Linked DNA regions of Mus musculus: regions 2, 3 and 4 are each linked to region 1. Evidence: chromatin contacts called from public promoter capture Hi-C data. All regions are on one chromosome and are shown on one strand. The core of a region is the stretch at or near the end of the contact, and the rest is flanking DNA. Distances in the headings are between cores, read along the strand shown. Region 1 holds the start of Xrcc5 (X-ray repair complementing defective repair in Chinese hamster cells 5). Region 2 overlaps Tns1 (tensin 1). Region 3 holds the start of 6030407O03Rik (RIKEN cDNA 6030407O03 gene). Region 4 holds the start of Tmbim1 (transmembrane BAX inhibitor motif containing 1).

Region 1 (3,515 bases), core at 853-3,352:
TTAATTAAACAGAAACCACAAAAGACCTGAGCTCATAATTTCAAAGTAAACTATAGATTGAGTCACCAAGATGATACGGCTTTAACAGTCTATCCTCACAAACATTTTATGTTGTTAAAACACTATAATGTATTCAAGAAAGAAAATGAAGGGTCTTTTGGTGGGGAAAAAATAACCAAAAACCTAGGTTAGTAATCCAGAGACCTGGGTCTAGTCCTATCTCCTCTAATTAGCTCTGACCCCTAGGCAATGTCACTTAACCTCACTGTTAGTTCAGTCAGGCAGTAAGATGTTGGGCTTGATGAGGTCTAAAGCTGTTTGCAGAATTAACAGTCCTGATCCTACCAGTCTCATCCGTGCTTTTGTGCTGACCAGACAGAATGTGAGCTGTTCTGGGCATCATCTTAGGCGACAAAGACTGAAAAGTGACCAGTTAAGACGGTCATCATCTGACTCTAGAGGTGTTTGGAAAACTTGGACCAGCTCCTATAGTGGGGGATGAGCCCCCAATTTTGACGTTTTTGCAACACTCAAAGGAAATACTAGTTTCCCTTAGTTCATAAAGAATGGAATCACATGACACTCTGAAATTTAACAGGTTTCAGAAACAACAACAACCTATCTTGGGATGAACATTAATAAACTACAGAATACCTTTGAGAGGAATTCAAATTACATCCCACAGTGATTCCTTCAGCATAAAAATCTTTTTTTTTTTTAAATGTAGGCATCACAAAATATGCTGGCTGTGTTCCTTTAATAGGCGGCCACAAATCTACTTTTAAAGTAGCAAACACTAAAAGACTGGGAGTCTTTTGTCAAGAATTAGAGATTCAGAGTAAGGCATCAAAGAGTTTGACAGTGTAAATTCTGGTCTGGAAGAATGGTTTATGATAATTTAAAGTCTTTGGAAGCAGTAAGAAAACCAGGGAAGACAAACTGGGAGGGTACTGCAGCTCTTCATTACCACACTGAAGCAATACAACCTGCTAGAATTTTATCAAGTACATCTGCCACAGTAAGTCCTTCACGGGAGCTACAAAGTTCTCAGCAACTGAAGGCAGAGGAACAAAGGAAGCGAGCAACATCATTATGGGTTCATAATTTCATCAAATTCCCAAATGGGGGTGGAGGAAAACAGAGCTCCGTTATTGAACCCCTATCTTGTTTGTATTAAACGAATGAATGGATCCTTGCCATTGCATCTCTCTCTAGTGATCAAAAACAACCTCTCTAAAGTTTACAGTAATTTCCATTATTAATCTAGGATTCTAAGATCATAGATTCTTAGAAATTGAGCATTCTGTTTTGCTTTTCTTTCAGAGCTCCGAATGAATTCCCATTCACATGTTACCACTCATGGAAAGGGTGACCACGTTCTAATCACTTCAGTTCTTCATGTCTTGCTTGGTTCTCCTACTGACAAGCTAAGGGTAATAATGGTCGTCTCACGGTTTGGTGTGAAGATTTAATTAAATAGGAATAAAGGGCTTAGTTGTGCCTCACACAGTAAGCTTTCAATAAATTCGAGATTTTTAAATTATTATGAAGGTCATAATATTACGTAATATTACACCTTGAGTTATTTCATTCACAGAATCACAAAACCCCTCTGAAGTTTTACGAGCCTGGCATGTAGGGGATCTATCCTCGATAACTTACAAAGATTTTTAGAACCCAGGTTCGGAAGCAATAAAGGACGTCTGTGTTAGCAGGTGGCGTGGATAGAAAGTAAACTGAAGCAACGAGGGAGGAGGGAAGGGTGAGAGGCTGGAGAAGCAGGAGGGAGGATTTCGGAAGCGTGAAGGTGCACAAGACTCAAATGCAGAACTCCGAACCCCAAGTCTTTCGTTTTGAGCATCCATCCTTCAGTGCTGACTCAGCTGCGATTCCCACAGCTTCCACCCTCTAGAGATCCCCGGCTTAGGAAAGGCAAAAGGCCCTGCTCTCGGTACCTTATTACCGGACCACGCCATGCTGGTCCTCAGGTGATTTGATTACTTTTTCCGGGCGGAAACCTAGAGTGTCGCAACTCAGTTCCGGGCAACCCACAGATCCAGACGTCCCGCGTGCAAGGCGGGGAAGCCATGGGCTCTGAGCATGCGCAGAATTCTCTCCCTGCCTCCTTAGGCAAGGCTTTGTTCTCTGAGCCGCTAAAAGCCAGTCAGTACTGGGCTGGAGAAATGGCTCTGCCGTCTAAGACATTTGTCATCAAGCCTGACGAGCCCATTCAAGCTCCAGGCACCCATATTGTGGAGAAAAAGAACCAATTCCACAAGTTGCCCTCTGATCTCCACGTGTCCCACACATCACAATAAGTAAATAAATAAATTTAAAATAACAAGTTTAATAGTAAAAAAGTAAATAGGGGGTTAAAGGGAAAGGGTCCCAGGTTAGGAATGTGTACTGTTTTCGCAAGGGTATTTCAAAGCCCAGCACCTACATCAGCCTTCCGCGGATCTGACGCCCTCTTCTGGCCTCCACTCAATGCACATACCCACATGCAGCCGCGTGCATACATGATTTTTAAAACTAAAAAAAAAATAATAATTGCTATTACTCAATTGATAATAATCCCTTTCGCTAGCAATTTGTATTGGCACTCTGGAGTTAAAAGTCCCCTGTGTAAGATGAATCCACGAAGTCACTTAACTCCTCTAAAGGCCTTCTAAATATGATACTAAAAAAAAAAAAACCATGAACACGATGACCTTAGATCAACGTCCAAAGAGAAGAGTGAGAGTTCACCGAGTTAAAAGAAAAAGATGGCTCACAACCATCTGTAATGGGATCTGATGCCCTCTTCTGGTGTGTCTGAAGACAGCTACAGTGTACTCACATATATTAAATAAATAAATAAATCTTTAAAAAGGAAGAAAAAGTAGGAAAGGCATTCAACTCTACAGACAAAGTGGTTAAAACACCTTAGCCTCTGGGAAGAATTTCCTACTACCCTGGCGTGTCTGTGGCTGGGAAAGATGCCCTTTTCTAGAGATGGAGGCTGTCAATTCCCGTGAGTGTTCACCACTCATTTGCAAGGAAATTGCCCTGCAGTTCTTCCCTTCTGATAACCCTTGCACAGAAACTGCCTGTTTTCTATACAAAAATGACTCACAAGCTGCAGGTGGTTGGACAAAAGGTCCAGAGACCTGGAAAATGTCTGCAAACCTCTGTTCAATGTGGGAAACGTTCAATCAGATTCTCTTTTGTTGAAAATGGTCCCAAGAAAACAGGCACTAAAATTGATATGATTTGGAGAATTTTTGAAGAAGCCTTCAGGGAATGAAGGTTTAAAAATCGAAGCTGATAGGGTTCGAGAGATGGCTCAACAGTTAAATACATTCGCTGCTCTTGAACAGGACTGGGGTTCAGTTCACATATTACAGCTCACGGCCATCAGTAACTCCTGTTCCAGAGGATCCCATACCCTCTTCTGGGTTCTGAGGACACCAGGCACCCATGTGATACACAAACCTACATACGGGCAAAACACTCATACACAGAAAATAAACAAA
Region 2 (3,589 bases), core at 953-3,452, 1.8 Mb before region 1:
AGAACTGGAGTTACAGGTGGTTTTTAGCCACCATGAGATCAGTCAGGTCCTCCGTAAGTGCTCTTAACCACTGAACCATCGCCCAAGCCCCAAGCGGACAAAATTTTAAAGTAGATTCACAGAAGATGGGACCTCTCCGAACACAAGTATAGGAGGTTAAAAGAAAAGATTGGTGGTGGTTAAGACAAGGAGCGCCAGTGTGATGGAATGCCAGGCCTCCTTCCTGGGATTGTCACTGAGGGCCTCTGGGGACACTCCAATCAGAGATCACACTAAGGGCAGGGCTTGGGGACCTCGGGCACTGGCTTTGACAGACTAGAGTTTTTGTTGCATCTTTGCTCATCTACACGACCTGGGCAGTTCCTCAGCCTCATGGAAGTCACTGTCACTGCGAGGATTCAGGGAGGGAACTGCTGCACTATGGCACCTGGCCCCGCTTATGGACCTCAGATGTCTACATCTCTGTGACCTCCTGGTTCTGTAGCTGACTTCACTCAGGGAAGCAGAAGGTTTTAATGCAGCAATACCAGGGACTAACTTGGGAAAGAGCCGGGGAGGGTGGAAGGAAGGGAGAGAAAGAGGGGTGAGGTGGTGGGGGGTAGGGGGGAGGAGAGAAGAGAGGAGGGAGATGGAAATGGAGGTGTCCAGGGTGAGGAGTGATAGAGACAGATGGGGGAGGTGAAGTGGGTGGGTTGGAGGCAGGCCCTGGGCTGGGTCTCAGCAGGTTCCTCTTGGGAGATCTAACTGGCAAGCTTAAAGCTATCAGGCAGGAGGTCTAGAAGGCTGCGCTGGAGGGGATTTGGTTCCTGGATAGTTTTGTGCAGTCCAGGTGTGGTGAGAGGGTCAGGTTAGCCGGGCCATCCAAATGACAGTATGTTGCCAGGAAGATACTGAATAGAACAGTGATCAGGATGGCTCACACCGAGGAGCCAAGCATGGGGGTTGGACCGGAACCTGGGACCAGGGCTTCTAGTTCTGCTTTTGTGTGAGAAAGCTGAACTTGTCTTTAAAATGGAGACCAAGGGGTTGGGGACGTCCCTTCATGGTAGAATGCTTGCCTGAAGTGTGGGGGCGCGATTCTGATTTCAGTCCTCAGTACTGCTATTATTGTCTGTTTGTTTAAAATAATCAATTTATTTTTATTTTATGTGCATTAGTGTTTGGCCTGTATGTGTGTCTGTGTGAGGGTGTCAGATCCCATGTGGATGCTGAGAACTGAACCTGGGTCCTCTGGAAGAGCAGGCAGTGCTCATAATCACTGAACCATCTCACCAGCTCCAGTACTGCTAGGTTTATAAAAGGCTACTGAGACATGGAATGATAGCTCGGGCCTGCAATGGGTGGGCCTTGGATGGGGTCACAGCCTGTGTGGATTTGGAATAGACAGTTGAGAGTGGGCAGTGGGCAGGGAGAGTGGATGGGCATAGAGGACGAGTCTCCTGCCCGTGAGTACCACATGCTCCCTGGACTTCTTGGGGGAAACATTTGAGGGTGTCATGGCCCCTGCAGAGTTGAAGTTGAAGTTGGTGTTCAGAGGTCCTGGAAGCTATGACAACAGTCCTAGGCAGAAGTGACCAGGCTGAGAAGGGTCAGAGGCAGCAGAATTGAAAAGCAGGAGAGAGAGAGAGAGAGAGAGAGAGAGAAAGAGAGTCAGTCTGTGGAGAGAATTAGGAGGCAAAAGTCACGGGATCTGGCAACGAGCTGCTGAGAGGGTGGGGGAGGGCAGGGAGGGGCTGAGGGTGACTCAGAGTTTTCCACCAGGGTGACCAAGAACATGGGCAGGCCCTTAATTGGGGGCCCAAGAGGGAGGCAACTCTGTGTTGTCCGTGAAGGTGAGGTTTGGAGGAAGAAGCCTGAGAGCAGGCACTAAGACTCCCCGACTAAGGGCTAGGGGACCTTGGTGGCCGGGTCACAGGGAGAGGGTAAAGCCTATCTCAGCTTTTGGCCATCCCATCTCCCAGGCTGCCCAGCTCTCTGGCTAGAAGACTTCTGTCTTTTCTGGCCACCCAGAGCTGTTTAGCCTCAGAGGAGGGCAGAACTGGGGGTTTTCTCACAGTGGGTGGACCTCTTTAGCACACAGCCCTTTGCCTCTCTGCCCCTCGAGGAAGGGAGTTGTCTGCAAGCAGTTCCTCCCAACCAGGACCAAGGCCTGGCTAGAGCCCCTGATGGTCCAGCCAGTTGTGCCACACCCTCTGGCTGGCTGAATGGAGAGAGGGAAGGGCTGAGATGGGCCAAGGCCTTAGGCTTTGAAAGCCCTCTGCTGCTGGGGCTTGAGGGCTGGGGAGCAGGGCTTCCAGCTGGATCCCTTCCCTGCTCCCTTGCTCTGACTCTGGCTTGCAGGGAGGTGGGACAGTGCTGGAGCCACCAGGACACCCCTCCCTTCATTGTGGCCATGTCTCCTGCCTCTGGGCTTGCCTGTTAATCCAGGGAGGGCAGGGCCTGGCTGTGCCCCATGTGGCTGTCTGCCGCCTGTCAGGAAGACAGCAATCGTTGTCCTAACAAGCCACCGTCCTTGGATGGCACTGCATGTTTTATGGGCTTGTGGGCTTTATGGGGCTCACTCTCATCCTCTGCCTGGACCTGGGGAGCAGTCCCAGATGGGCGAGCGGGGCAGGGTGAGCCAGACTTAAACACCAATCTGCTCTTGTAGCAAGCTCTGACTCTGGTCTGTAGGGTTGAGACGTCCTTGGGTATCAGAGGGAGGAGGCTAACCCACCCTAAACCATCTCCACCAACATCCTGTGACATTAGAATCCACGTGTTGAGCCTTTCTATAGCATCCCTGGATACCCTACTTCCTAGTGTGGGAAGCTGAGGCCTGCTTCTCATTGGGGATGATGGAGCTGACTTTTCCTCACACAGATTTTTATAGTCTGTCCTTAGGGGGCTAACGTGTCCTCATATTCTCTGCTCCCCACAGCTGTCAGCACACCCCCTCCCTCCGCAGCTCGAAGCTTCGCCTTGTACTGAGGTCCAGAGAAGGTTGTCAATGCACTCGGCTACACAGCCCCAGTGTATTCCAGGCCTGTTCTTCCATCAGAGCTAGATGAGGGGAAAGTCACCCAGAACTGCTTAGAGGAGGTCAGAGTCCTGGAACCACCCATTAGCCCTCCGGGTCCACTGTGGGCAAGTTTATAGACTCAGGTTTTCCAGGACAGATGGGACAGTGGTATCACAGTCCCAGGCATGAGTCTGGATAGTCTCTTAACAGCCTGGAAGGCGTCACTTGCCCCCTCCTACCCACTAGGCTGTAAGGACTCCAGAGCTCTGGGAAAAGGGACTTTTCCTTAGGCTTTGGGAAAAGGGCTGGACTTGGGGGTATAGGGAGGGGAGTTTTGGAAGGTTATCTAGAATGTCAAATTCTGTTTCTTTAAGTGGGGAGGAAGAAAGAGGCCTGGGACTTCCTGCCTGCCTCCCTCACATCACTCTCCAACTGGACTGCAAGTTCCCTCTCTGTTCCACCTCCCACCCCACACCATGGCTGGGGCCCCTCCCCAGTATGTCTGACAAAATTGACCAGGAAATCTGACAACCAAACTCTGAGATGAGAAAGTGGGAGGAGAGACAGCAGACTGGAAGGGGATGGAGG
Region 3 (3,959 bases), core at 488-2,987, 1.6 Mb before region 1:
GTCATGTTGTTAAAGTTGGGTGTGTGTGTGTCACAATCTATGTCCCAAGTCAGTGCTACCTGTCATCAATAAGTCAATTAAAAGTGCTTAATTAAAAGCAAAGCAAAGAAAGGGAGTTATTTAATGTGGCCACACTGGGAAGAGATCCAAGCAAACCTCTCACATCCTTCTGGTCCTGAAGTGGGATCAGTGTTTAAATAGAGAGACAAGGATGTGCACATCTAATCGGTCTGGTGAAGGCACGGTCCCGCCCACCACTGACGTCACTGGGCTTCACCTCTCATTCTGTAAGGAGGTCTCACAAGTCCTTAGAACTGTGTGAAGTCTGTTTCCGGAGATGAGTTCCCCCTTTTGGCTGGTGCCCTATTTTTCTCCCAGAATAAAATTCCTGGGGAAGCCCTCATTTCTCTGGGGTCCATTGCTTCCGTCGTCTTATAGAGCAAGAGACATAATTGTCTCTTTAGAATGTCTTCATTTCTGCAGGGCCAGTTACACTGACAAGATGGAGACAGTAAGCTCTGATCTACTTCTTATAAAGACACAAATGGTATCATGGGGTCCACCCCCCACCATCTCATTAAACCTAATTACCCTTCAAAGCCCCACCTCCTAATACTATCCTATCGGCGTTAGAGTTTCAGTGTATGACCCTTGGATAGACAAAAGCATACAGACCATAATAGTCTCCCTTTCCTTCTTCTCTTCCTACCCCCCCTCCCTCTTCTCTCTCTGACTCCTGTTTTTGTTGTTGCTCTATCTCCTGTATGTCCCACTTCTATCTCTTTGGGAGATACTGGGATCACCATTCCTAGTATATTGCTTATTTGCTATGTTAATCATGAGATTCGTTGAAGCAAAACCAATCTCACCATTTTGGGGCAAGCTTAAAAGCAAGCTTTATTAAATATTAAATACTGACCAAGATAAGGGCTTTGGTCAGGACCATTCCTGAAATTTCTCAGCAGAGAGTGGCCTTGAGCCCTGGGTTATGTTGAAGGGGTTTATAAGGACAAACCTATAGGTCATGGTACTTTCCCATGAGGCTTTGTTATTTTCCAAGAACTACAGTTCCCAGCATTCTAGGAAGTTACCTGTTGTCCTGAGCAGATAGGGCTTACAGGTTAAATTTGGGCATTACATTCCCCCTGGTGTTGCCTCTCAAGTCTTTGATCCTATGATGGGTACTTGTTTATATTTTAGATCTACTAACCATTAGAGTTACTATCTAGAAGGAGCCTGGACATGGATGGGAAACCAGTCATTTATTTTATCTCAGGTCCCTTTTTGCAATGTTTCTTGAGTACAGCCAAATTATAGTCCTGAATGATTTGTATAGAAATATTTTTAAAGGCACATAATACTTTTTATTTTGCATAAAGCAGGTTAAGTATCCTATCATATTGTAGAACTATTTTAGTTAATAAATCTACGAGTTGACAAATCTGGGCCCATTTTTCTGATGTGTCAGTCAGCTTATAGGTAGCCATTTTGTCCTCTATGCCACAGAGTTTCTCTTTGACTTAGCATTTTCAGCCTGTTAGGTGGGGTAACAGACAACATATTTTCTTCCGTAACTACTTCCAGCTGACATTAGGGTGTTGTTGCCAGGGCCCCAGAAGACTGAGAGGCTAGTGAAAGGCTGGACAATGGGGCATTTGTCAGAAGCACTGGATTGGCTGATCCAGCTGAAGGCACAAGGAGCAATCATGTTGGCTGGACTGGTTTACATAATTTTCAGCAAGTCCAGAGCTCTGCAGTTTGCATCCCTGGATGAAGTCTGTCAGCCAAGTGAAAATCTGTTGAGACAAATATAGACTCGGGACAGAAGGTAAATTTTTGTGTTACCGGGGAGGGGGAGGAATCCCAAGACCAGGGGAAACTCCATTCTTAGGGACAGACAGATACAGAAACTCAGGCTGTACTGTCCGGAGTCCATTTGACTCTGGTAGGTGGATCCAAGTCTTACGACTTCTCTGATTCCCTGAAGCTCATGCGAATTTTCAGTTCATAAAAGGAGATAGATCAGCGTTGCCATTTTATTGAAATTCACATGGTAGGGAAAGCAGTTGATGGGACTCTGTGAAGCAGCAGACTTACGCCTTTGAGTCTTAGTAAGAACTGTAGCATTTTTCTCTGAACATGAAAAAAATTTTTTTCTGTTTAAAGAGCCAGGTGTATAATTGGATAGAGATATTTTAACCCAATAAAAAGCACCTCTAAGTCTATATCTAGAAGATAACCAAAGAAAACTCAAAATCCTGAGCTTGTGACTGAGTAGTAAAACAGCTGGTACTTCATCAAATCCTGACACCCCCCCCCCCCAAATTTCAGGGCAATAACAGCATAGAATGGAAAAGGAATCCGAAACCTTTTTTATTTCTATATATCCACAATCATTTTTGAGATCCTTATAACTTATTCAAGTTTTTTTTATTCTCAAATCTTTATATATTTCAGAACGAAATTTTTTCATCTAGTCATTTACCAAAGACATAAGTACTCGTTATTGAAAGCAGTCATTGTAAAGCAGGCTTCTTTAGCAGAAACCATCTGAAACCTGTTTATTCTTTAATATGAAGCTCATGGGCAAGGCGAACCTGTTTGTCTTCTTTTAAGAAGAGACCTAGTAGCTTTAACTAGTGAACTGGTTAATGAACGGGGCAGGTGAGGCTTACAGGTTAATTTGGGGCATTCCACCTGTATCCCCAACTCCTCTGTAATCTCCAATGCAGCATCAGTTAGTTCCCTGGCTCTTTGCACAGATACCCTGCTCGCTGTGCATGGCTAGTACATTGCTAAAGAGCATTCACTGTTAATCGTAAACGAAAGATTTACAGTCTCCAGATTTTTATTTGCTAAGTTTAAAGGACCACTCAGCTTCATGTCCCATCATCCCTCAGTCCCAGGCTTCAAGTGACGGCTCAGTCTCAGTTTCCCCTCTGGCCAGCAGGGAGTGCTTTCCTTTCCCACAACAGGTGTCGATATCTAGAAAGCTCCGCCGCTGTCACCTTCCTGTTGCTCCATCGCTATCTCAGAGTGCTAGCGAGCAACACCAAACCTCTGCTTCTTTCTTTCGCTTCTTCTAGGATCCCGGAGGCCCTCACCCACACCATGGAATCCCAGTCCCCCAACAGCTTCCGTGATGGGGCTTCTTTTAGGAAAACCAAACTCTTCTGGAGGCCAAGACCTGAAGGCCTGCACAGGGCGCCCAAGCCCACCAGGGGGTAGTGTCTACCCGTGCGGAGAGGCCCTGAGAGGCCCAAGCAGAGGAAGGCAGAGGCCAGATCTTGTTAGGCAGTGCAGACGTGCACAAGAGAACGTGCTGGCCTCAGACCAGGCCTGGAGCGTGCAGTACCCTGCGTATGCCTAGGTGTGGCCTCAGGTGCCAGACACTCAGCTGGTCGCTCTGACTTCCGGACCTCTGTCTGAAAATTTCCCTGGCAGTCTGCAATCCTTTGTCCACGGAGGCGGGAAGCTTAGCAGTTTGTCTTCTTTATAGCCTGCATCTTTAGAGGTGTTAAGGTCCCCTAGCCATTGATGGGAGGTGCGGAGCAGACTGGGAAGGGGAGGAGTGGGGGATGGGGCCTCATTTGCCTTCTGCTGCTTAAAGAGATGCTTTGATTTCTAAACGTTTGCAGTTTGTGAAAGCCTTATTTGAAAAGACTCTTAGCTTAGGCAAGCTGCCAGTATTCTACTATCCTTGAGGTTCTTCACTCATGATCAGGGGTCTGGGTGAGACTTCCTAGCCAGCTGTCCCTCACGGGAAGGGACATGTTTCAGGGCCAGGCCTTACAAAGTATTAGTTGCATGCACTCTCTCAGCTTTGTGGAGGTTTGCCTTTTTCCTGTGACTTTGCCTTTTTTTTTCTTTATTAGATATTTTCTTTATTTACATTTCAAATATTATCCCCTTTCCTGGTTTTCCTTCTGAAAATTCCCTATCCCCTGCTCCCCAACCCA
Region 4 (3,953 bases), core at 936-3,435, 2.0 Mb before region 1:
CCCAGTTTAGCAACGTCAAAATGTACACCACCATGTGGAACTGAGACCATCCTGCTTCAAGTGCAGAGATGTACCACATGATGAGGTCAAACAGGGACTGAATATATGGTGCTGGGCCCACAAAAATCATTATTTTGTTTTGAGGTGGGGGTCCCACTCTAGCCCAGGCTAGCCTTAGACCTGCCGTGTAGCTGAGAATGATCCTGATCCTTCGGCTTCTACTTCTGAATAGACATTCCTAGAAAGAAACCGAATGCTCACCAGAGCCTTTGAGCAGGCTGATTAAGAGACTAGAATTCCAGTGACTGTGTAGAGGGTGGAATGTTTGCTGGTCCAGAGCCTCGTTACAATTGATCTTGGGTTGTCTTCAGCCCCTAAATAGCCATTCCTTGCCTACCTCTGTGGCCTAACATTCAGTGACTAATAGATGAAACCCTTCTATCAACCCAAAGGCTGAGTCTCATCACACAGCCCTGAGGCCTAGAGCTATAGTTGAGATGATCCATTTTGCTATAACTTCCTACTTAGTTTTTCCAAATGTCCATTTGAAAAGTGCCTCAACTAACACTTTCTTTTCTACCGATATAAAAACTTTATCAAACTTAGTATGGTTATGCACACCTTTAATCCCAACACTCAAGAAGCAGAGGTAGGCAGTCTCTCTGAGTTCCAGGGTAGCCTAGTCTCCATACTGAATCCCAAGTCAACTAGAGTTACATGGTGAGACCCTTAAAACAAAACCAAAACCAAATCAAAACACCCCTGTGGTGGTTTGAATGTACTTGGCCCAGGGAGTGGCACTATTTGGAGGTTTGGCCTTGTTAGAGTAGGTGTGGCATTGTTGGAGGAAGTGTGTCACTGTGGGCATGGGCTTTAGGACCTTCATCCTAGCTGCCTGGAAGCCAGTCTTCTAGTGACTTTCAGATGAAGACTTAGAACTCTCAGCTCCTCCTGCACCACGCCTGCCTGGATGCCGCCTTGATGATAATTGCCTGAACCTCTGAACCTGTAAGTCAGCTCCAATTAAATGCTGTCCTTATAAGAGCTGCCTTGGTCATGGTGTTTGTTTACAGCAATAAAACCCTAATTAAGATGACTTTCCAACCTCCTCAAAACTTCACCAAACGATTCCCATGTTGGAACACAGACTTTTGGATAACCTATATTGGTTTTCTCTGACCATGGCCACATATTTGGCTCCTCTTAACCTCTTTGAGGTAAGTTATTTTATTATTAACATTCCCAAAATATCTGGCATTACGGGCACATGCCACTTCCACTGTTTATGCAGTGCTGGAGATGGAACCCAGGACTGCTCGCACCCTAAGCCAGCATACTGCCAACTGCTATAAGATTATTTTTACTTCCCAGTCACACATAGTGAGCTGTTAGTGTAAACACACCATGAGGTTTGCAAAACAGAAATTTCCTAACCTAGCACATCCCTGTCATTAAGTGACACATGACTGATTCCAAGCATAGCTTCGGAGTCTCATGCCTGTGTTTGAAGTTTTACATTTGAAAAGGGCGGTTAGCTTACAAGCACAGAATTCTTAGTCACCACAGACTTTTTTGTGACTTAAATTTTTCTTTTCTTTTTTTTTCTTTCTTTTTTTTGTGACTTAAATTTTTTTTTCACGAAATAAGAAGTTTTAAGAATGAATTGATATAAACATAGCATAGCCATGTGATACAATATTGTGCATCATTGAAACTATTCTTTTGTTGTTTGGTTTTCCTGGCATGGGGATGAAACCCAGCTGGGTCTCTCACATGGAAAGCCAGAGATCTACCACTGACCTACGCCCCTAGACCGAAAGTGCTGAAGATCAGTTAGTGACAAAAAAGAAAAAGAGGGAAAAAAAATCAGTGAAATCTGACTATGTGAAACCAGGGTCAGTAATTGCAACACTTGGGCTGAGGCCGGGTGACAAGTGCTGGAGACCAGCCTGAGGTACATAGCGACATCGCTCTTTTACCCAGAATACAAACAAACAAAAAAACAAACCCAATAACAACTTTTAAGACAACAGGATTAGCTCTAAAGCCCCTAGCGCAAATCGCTGATATGTAGGCACTGATGACGCATAAATAGCACTTCTTACTGGGGTGGAGTCTGGAATTCATGGAAAGAAGTTATTTTTTTCCCAGTGAGTTTGGGTTTTCGCTGCGAACCGGCGTTGCTTCCAGTAAATGTGAACCACTCACACCTGGGTCGTGGTTGAGGTCTGGAGGGGACCCCAGCGCTCCCTGGAGGTCTCGGGGTGCCGGGCGGCTCCTCCCCACTGGCGGCGGAGAGAGACGGGGCGGGGCACGGAGCCCCAGTCCAGCCCGGCCCAGCCCAGTCCTCGCCAGCGCCCGGAGGCCCAGGCGGATCTCACGGTCCGGAACAGCGCAGGCAAGTGAGGGGGCTGCGGCCGTTGGAGGTGGGGACCCGAGACCGGCGGGGAATGGAAGTGGCCTGGGGCGGCGCTGCGCCCAGGCGCCCGAACTTTTCTGGCACGCGCGGGCCGACTCCGGTCGTGCTCCGGAGCCAGGCTAGGGTCCTTTCGTTCTGCCTGTTCCGGTCTTCACTTTCCATGTGCGCCCGGGCAGGACATATGGCCCGGGCTTGTGGCGCAACCGCATTCGGTGCGCACCCGCGAGCTGACCCGCTTCTTGTAGGGTGCTCCTCTCAGTGGCTGAGTGGCTTGTTTGTCTGAGGACGTGTCCCCCACTCCGGGGCCCCAGAGTGGCCGTGCAGCAAGTGAGAATGGAGGCGGTCATGGTCCTCAGCTGGTGGGGAGAGGGAGGGAGGGAGCCAGCCAGAGGCTTGGAACCCACCCGGGGCTGTTCGAGCTTGCCCTGGCGTCACCAGGCTGCGTAAAAACTGGTGATGAGAATCTGTCTAAGGTGGGGGGTGGGAGGAGGGAGCCCTAGCTCAGAGAAGCCAGCGGGCCAACCTAAGGTCTAAAGAAGAAGCCATTCCTACTCCTAACCTGGCCTGCTCCTGTTCCTTTGCTCTGTAATTCAGAAGCCTACCAGAAAGTACAGTCAAGCTGATGAACTGTGGTTGGTTGGTTGGTTGGTTGGTTGGTTGGTTGGTTTATTTATTTATTTATTTATTTATTTATTTATTTATTTGAGACAGTTTCACTCAGTAGCCCAGTCAAGCCTTGAACTTGTTGCCTCAGATCCTTAAGTGCTGGGAGTATTACAGGTGAAAGCTGTCTTGCCTGGCCCTGGTGACCTCTTTAGGTCAGAATAAAAAATAAAAAAAAAAAAAAAAAAAAAAAAGAAACAGGGAAATGGGAAAAGGGAAAGCAGGTTTGGGAGGGCCAGGAGGGAACCAGAAAAGGAGGAAGGAATGGAAGGCTCTCTGCCAAGGCAGAGCCTGGACTGTCTTCACCAGGTCTTGTTCCCCGGGGCATCCTTCCCCAGTCACTCACTCCACTGTGGCCTATGGGTGGTGGTACCCATGGGGCTGAGGGTCAACCTAAACACCGGATAAGTGGGGAGAGCTGTCATGGAAGGTCTGGCAGGTGTCTGGTTCTCTGAGACTCTGAAATATTTATCTCAGTGGTGAGCTTTGGTTTCAAAGCTGGTGTCTTTGGCCTGGCCAGTGGTGGCTGGGCAAGCCAGGTGCTTCTTTGTGCTGCTTTGTCTGCCTTAAACAGGCCACCATACTCCCTCTCCTCTTCACTTGCCTGTTCTTACCTCTCCAGTCATGGGGCCCTGGTCTTGCTTTATAGTTTCAAGGGAGGTGAGACCATTGCTTCAAGGGTCCTGATTTCCTGTCTGACTTCAGGGCTGCTCATGTAAAACTGGGCAGATCAAAGAGGTAATAAAATATTAGTTGGCAAGTAGTTGGAGAAGCTCATGGGCTAGGGTAATAGGCACTTAGGCTCAGCTTCCTCGGTAAGAATGGGGGATCCTCAGATAGAAGCCATCTATAGCAGAGCACCTCCCAACCC

Evidence for each region. Promoter capture Hi-C pulls out the DNA fragments that hold promoters and counts their contacts.
Region 2: a contact with region 1 is called in a promoter capture Hi-C map of liver, with 2.9 times the contacts expected there. The contact joins the enhancer-like site here to the promoter of Xrcc5 in region 1. A contact is called at or near these places in 3 of 39 promoter capture datasets (the 3T3-L1 cell line, liver and pre-B cells) and 3 of 115 datasets of contacts at active chromatin or transcription factors (astrocytes, embryonic stem cells and stem cell-derived neural progenitor cells).
Region 3: a promoter capture Hi-C map of second pharyngeal arch cranial neural crest shows a contact between it and region 1. The contact joins the promoter of 6030407O03Rik here to the promoter of Xrcc5 in region 1. A contact is called at or near these places in 3 of 39 promoter capture datasets (cranial neural crest, pre-B cells and second pharyngeal arch cranial neural crest), 1 of 15 datasets of contacts at CTCF or cohesin (stem cell-derived epiblast-like cells), 3 of 484 Hi-C or Micro-C datasets (the N1E-115 cell line and uterus) and 3 of 115 datasets of contacts at active chromatin or transcription factors (embryonic forebrain and stem cell-derived neural progenitor cells).
Region 4: a contact with region 1 is called in a promoter capture Hi-C map of the HPC-7 cell line, with 2.5 times the contacts expected there. The contact joins the promoter of Tmbim1 here to the promoter of Xrcc5 in region 1. A contact is called at or near these places in 2 of 39 promoter capture datasets (the HPC-7 cell line and liver).

Annotation. Positions count from the first base shown.
Region 1 is chr1:72,306,008-72,309,522 of GRCm38.p6, reverse strand. Xrcc5 (X-ray repair complementing defective repair in Chinese hamster cells 5) reads right to left here and starts at 2,102. Exons shown (of 21, transcript NM_009533.2): 1 at 1,956-2,102. The coding sequence starts at 1,976.
Region 2 is chr1:74,083,149-74,086,737 of GRCm38.p6, reverse strand. All of the region lies in intron 1 of Tns1 (tensin 1), which reads left to right. Among named protein-coding and RNA genes, the nearest start is that of Gm31637, 11 kb to the left of the region's middle. Within about 2 kb of position 2,202, at least 101 of the 459 cell types and tissues checked have an H3K27ac peak or open chromatin away from gene starts, as enhancers often do. A contact at or near this core is called in embryonic stem cells, where this site is marked.
Region 3 is chr1:73,862,244-73,866,202 of GRCm38.p6, reverse strand. 6030407O03Rik (RIKEN cDNA 6030407O03 gene) reads left to right here and starts at 1,737. Exons shown (of 9, transcript NR_045311.1): 1 at 1,737-1,828; 2 at 3,087-3,544.
Region 4 is chr1:74,302,568-74,306,520 of GRCm38.p6, reverse strand. Tmbim1 (transmembrane BAX inhibitor motif containing 1) reads left to right here and starts at 2,185. Exons shown (of 12, transcript NM_027154.5): 1 at 2,185-2,398. The region is part of intron 2 of Pnkd (paroxysmal nonkinesiogenic dyskinesia); the gene reads right to left.